Regions from separate parts of the Oryctolagus cuniculus genome. Here region 2 is linked to region 1. Evidence: chromatin contacts called from public Hi-C data. All regions are on one chromosome and are shown on one strand. Each heading gives the region's core, a stretch centred on a gene start, on an enhancer-like site or on the middle of the called end of the contact. The rest is flanking DNA. Distances are from core to core; before and after follow the strand shown.

Region 1 (2,700 bases), core at 45-2,544:
ACGAGGTCACAAAACAGCTTTCAGCAAGTAAACAGCAACCTTGAAGGCTTCCTTTAAGTACCAATTAAGAGAGAACAACATCTATAAGGACTACATCTCCGTTACTAAAGCCTTAACACAGAAGTGACTATTCTATGCAAATGAATGCTAATTAACTCCTTTCACTGTTTAAATGAAATCTGTTTCTGAAGCCTCAGTCTAAGTCACCAAATTAATTGTTAGCTTGCTCCACACAGGAACCAAAGGCAAGGATTCTTAGGCATTTCAAGCTCTTCTTTTGCATTTGAAAGAATAACCTCTGACCTGTAACAACAGTTCAGATTTAGCTGCTAAAGGGTAGTCCACATTTGTACACTTACTATTAGGGAACTTAGCTTCTGTTTCTGTTTGGCAATACATCAGCTTGTGGCTAGGGAGATGTCAGTACAACAAATATTCAGGAATAATTTTGGTAAGTTAATTCTATAGTTAAAATAAAACCAGGGGCCAGTGTTTTGACGTAGTGGGTAAAGCAACACCTGCAACACCAGCATCTGGTATGGACTCTGGTTTGTTTCCTGGCTGCTCTACTTCTGATCCAGCTTTCTGCTAATGTACCTGGGAAAGCATCAGAGGAAGATGGCAAGTACTCAGGCTCCTGCCACCCAGGTGGGAGACCCGAATGAAGCTCCTGGCTCCTGGCCTAGCATATCCTTGGCCATTGTGGGCATCTAGGGAGTAAACCGGCAGATGGAAGATCTCTGTCTCTAACTTTTTCAAATAAGTAAGTAAATCTTACTAAAACATAATATTAAAGTAAAATTAAACCATAATAGAGTAGATGTCCAGAAAAATTGTGATTATCTACAATATGCATTCTGAAGCCTGCCTCCTGAGAAAAGATGAAACTTTTGTACCTCACCGAAGTCTGCCTTGCACCCTAGGGATGTGCAGACCTCCCAGGCCTCCCCACATCTCACGGCACCTCCCCACTCCCACCTCCCTGCAGGATCTCCACAGGCAGCAAGCAAGCACACCTCGCTAAAAACTGCATCCTTTGCTGGGTCTAGCACAGTGCAGGGGAATGGAAAGCATGATAAATATTTACTTAGCTGGGACAGTAGCCCAATTTCTAAAATTATGGGTAGGAAAAAAAGTAGCTTCCTCATTCATTGGTATGCTAAGAAAGGATTATATAAAACTCAGCCAGAAAAAAATGTATAATATAAAGTGCACAGTTCTTTCCATGCATCCCTAATTTAAATGTAATCATATGGTTTCTCTGGTAACAGATTAGTTAGGCAGAAAAGTCAGATAGTGCTGGACTTCAATCTGAAAATTTTCTGTGTTCAGTCAGCTTCCTGATGCTCTACTGCCATCTACAGTCCGAAAAGCCAAGAAAGCAGACATATTTTGAAGGGAAAAAGAATCTACATAAAGTGTTTATTAAAGGCTTCCATTACTCGACAAAATTTCGGTTTTTACTACAAGAATTTTTTTAACCTACTGAAATAAGATGGCCATGAAAATTCTCATCTATCAAATCATAAGATATGCATTTATACTGCTAGCCTCCAAGGTAAGCTGCAGGAGATGAACTGTCAGAAGGCAAACATCCCACATTAGTTTCCATAACCACAGAAAACAAATGAAACCTATCCACCACCCCCACCCCCACCCCGTCCCCACATCCAGCTTCCCAGAGAGGAGAAGGGTGAAGGGTGAAGGGCAGGTGGAGAGAGATGGCTGCTAGCAGCAGACAGCAAGGCTTCATCCAAGGGCTACCCAGATAACGAACACTTTCAAAGGCCATGGATAAGGAATTGAGGGCGAGGGGACAAAGTGCAAAGAACAGGAAGAGAACTGAGAAATGGCTCTAATTGGGTATCTCAGTCCATTTGGGTTGCAGTTAACAAAATGCCTTAGACTAGGGGATGTGCCAACAACAGAAATTTACTGCTCCCTGTTCCAGAGGCTGGGAAGTCCTAAACCAAGCCACAGACCAATTCCACGTCTGCCAAGGCTCCTGCCTGCTGCACTCCCATGTGACAGTGAGGGTGCTGGGCCTCTTTTATGAGGGCACTCGCTGCTCCCACTCAGGACAGCAAAGCGCTCACACCTCTCCACCTCCTCTGCAGACTACCACAGTGGGGGTTAAGCTTGAACAGAACGTGGGGGAACACATTCAGAGCATAGCATTCTGCCCCCAGCTCCACCCTCCTCCACAAACTCCTATGAGTCTCACACAGAAACATATTCCTTCCACTCCAACAGCTGTGGAAGTCTTAACTCCTTCCAGTATCAACTCCAAAATCCAAAGTCTCATCTCTATCAGGTATGGGTGAGATCCAAAGGGGTGATTCATCCAGAGACTAGTTCCCTGCAGTGGGAGCCTGTGAAACCAGACAAGTTACATGCTTCTGAAATACAACCCTGGGACAGGCACAGGATAGACATTCCCAGAAAAAAGGGATAATAGTTCTTAACCAAATTCATACCCAGCAAGGAAAACATGAAATCTTCAGGTCTGAGAATTAATCTTGATACATGGGACTGGGCTGTGAGTCCCCAGACTCCAGGGCTTTGTTGGGACCGGCCCAGAGTGCAGTTCTCTTCCTCCTGCCTGCGGTTCGCCCACCACTTCACTGGGCATTTCTGCTGTCAGGGCTTTCTACAGAGCCCCACCCCGTCAGCAGGTCTCTGCCAGGGCATCCTCAAACT
Region 2 (2,700 bases), core at 90-2,589, 230 kb before region 1:
TTTATATGAAACCTGCCATCTGCGGATTGGACAACCAACATCACCCAGAGAAAATGCAAAGATTGACAGGGAGCGCGAGGGCTCCACATCCACAGGTAACTGTAAGAGACTGGACCGTGGCACAGAGCCGCATGTCTGAAGTGCTTAGCAACTGAGCAGGTCAGCACAACCTGCCTTAATCACTCAGGTCAACAATCTTTTTCAGCTATCACATCTCTCAAGTGGTCAGCAAGGCAAGGTTTGTTAGGTAGCTGGTCAGTAACCATGCCGGCTCCAGGGAGACAGAATAAACAAGGCAGACACCTAAGGCAGCGAAACTATGCAGAACTGACCCACTGCTATGCACGCCCTGTATCAGCACCCAGTGCCCAGACCCTGGCAGAACCCTCCCTGGGGGGCCCCTCTGGCAAACAGGGGTCTCAGGTTCTCAATCAAATCTAATTTCATTTGCTTTGCTCAATCCTACTCATCGACCTACTCCACCACCGTGGGACAAAGAACTGATCCCAGATCCCTGTAACAACACGGCTGCAGTCTATGCTTTCCAAACTACCCCCTTCACGCAGCGGCAGTGTAAGCTCTAACTCCCTTCTCTGCACCTCACTACTCCTACATACAAAAAAGAGAGATTAAACTAGTTTAAAGTGAGTCCCATGGGTTTCTGGGATCCTTTTAGGGAACAAGTCAGGTCAAAGATTGCATTCATTCAGAACCTTTTTCCTCCTTTTCACTTTCACTCTAAGGGTACAGTGGAGTTTTCCAGAAACTACATCATCTATGGTGTCCTGCTTTAACAATACCTTGCAATGGGTTTGTTTTTAAATGAATTAATACATTTTAACTTTTAATTTCTTAAAGAGTAAAATAACCATCCCGCCTATCTTCCACAGACACAAAATCTCCTTAAAATTTTAATAACTTTCAGATCTAAAGGAGCTATATGCCCAAAAAGTTTGACCACCACCGAACTTTCTAGATCTTCACGGTCATTCACTCAACAGTTTCTTGTAACCACTTTTTTTTTTTTTAAGACATCCAGGACGTGGTAAGAACACGGTACGAGCACTCATAGCAGTTTATACTTGGTAGGGGAGAGGCAAACGAATAAATTAACGGGATCATTTCCCAGCTAAGGCCGAAAGCGGGCACGCACCCCAGCGCGGCTCGCGCCCCAGGCGCCGACCCAACACCTCCGCGCAGCGGCGGCACCGCCTCGACCGACGATCCGCAGGCCCCGCCCAGCGGCCCGGCGCAGCGAGGGGCGGGGGCCGTAGTCCCGCCCCCGGCGCCGGCGTGCGGTGACGTCACTGACAGCGCCAGCCAATCGCGGCCGCCCTAGCCGAGACAATACGGTGACCCGCGGCCTGCGGGCGGCGCTGTGGGCCCGCCGGACGGCCCCACCGAGCCGCCATAGTTGCCCGCCTCCCGCGACCTAACGTCTTCGCCGCCGGCTCCGCGCCGCCGCCATGGCCGACGTGGAAGACGGCGAGGAGACCTGCGCCCTGTCCTCTCACTCCGGGAGCACAGGCTCCAAGTCGGGGGGCGACAAAATGTTCTCTCTCAAGAAGTGGAACGCGGTGGCCATGTGGAGCTGGGACGTGGAGTGCGATACGTGCGCCATCTGCAGGGTCCAAGTGATGGGTAAGTTACACGCGAGGCCGGGGCCGCGGTACGGCCTCCGCGGGGTCGGCCCCGGGCGGCTGCGCCGGAACCCTCGGCTGGTCCCGCGGGCCCACGCCCCCGCTTCAGGCCGCCTGGGCTGCGGTCGCCGCCGGCGCTTTGGTGTCGTCCCCAGGCGCCCATCGCCGGGCGACCGGTGCCCCGGGGAGAGAAACGGACAGTAGGCAGGCGATGAGACAGGGTGGTTTCAGGCGATGAGGGAGGTGCTCCGGGGAGAGAAGTTGGGTGATTTGATGGGAGCTGGGGCTCCACCCGTCTGGTGTAGCCCGCCGGGGCCCCGCGAGCAGACCGCAGAGGGGCCGGGGGCAAAGGCCGCGATGGCGCGGAGCGCGCCGGAGGCCCCGTCACCCGCCCCGGAGGCCCCGTCACCCGCCCCGGAGGCCCCGTCACCCGCCCCGGTGGCCTCGTCACCTGCCCCGGAGGCCCCGTCACCCGCCCCGGTGATGCTCCGCGGTCGTCGGGCGCAGGAACGAAAATCTCGGTCCTGCCCCGCAGGGCAGCGCAGCGCAGCGCACAGCCATTGCCTTTCCTGCTGCTGCGGCTTGCGCTGCTGGCTTTTCAATCCGGATCGATCTAAGGTGTCCCGATGGCGCTCGCTGGGCCTGGGAGGGGGCACCCTGTGGCTAAGGAGCAAGTGTCCGTCCTCGGAATTGGAGAATGTGGTCCCTTAACTCCCCTCTCCATCCCAGGACGTCGTTTCCTGGAGAAGACGCTGCCTTGGGGGAGAACTTCCTTTTCCATAACATTTTGAAATCCAACATCCGGACGAAGTGAAATATTTTGGAGCAGCTTAGTCTCCTTTATGTTTTACGTGGTTTCTGTTTTAAGATCTCGGGCCACCTTGAAAAACAAGCCCTCCTTAAATGCAAGTTATGTTTTTAAATAGTGCATTTGAAATTACTGTGAGAGCATTTTAAGTAGTGTTTTTACTTGAGGGTTAGTTGAAGAAAACTGAGGTTTCCATAGTTTGAAAACTTTGTGGTTTGCCCTAAAAAAAAGTGAGAGAATTGGAAATAAACA

The links. A called contact is a pair of places that touch in the nucleus more often than the background predicts.
Region 2: a contact with region 1 is called in a Hi-C map of skin fibroblasts, with 4 times the contacts expected there. The contact joins the promoter of RNF7 here to the enhancer-like site in region 1. A contact is called at or near these places in 5 of 6 Hi-C or Micro-C datasets (ear pinna, embryonic fibroblasts, liver and 2 more).

Annotation. Positions count from the first base shown.
Region 1 is chr4:139,869,060-139,871,759 of mOryCun1.1, reverse strand. The region is part of intron 5 of TFDP2 (transcription factor Dp-2); the gene reads right to left. Among named protein-coding and RNA genes, the nearest start is that of ATP1B3, 120 kb to the left of the region's middle. Within about 2 kb of position 1,294, at least 1 of the 8 cell types and tissues checked has an H3K27ac peak or open chromatin away from gene starts, as enhancers often do.
Region 2 is chr4:140,100,900-140,103,599 of mOryCun1.1, reverse strand. It overlaps RNF7 (ring finger protein 7), which reads left to right and starts at 1,339. Exons shown (of 3, transcript XM_008266261.4): 1 at 1,339-1,641. The coding sequence starts at 1,467.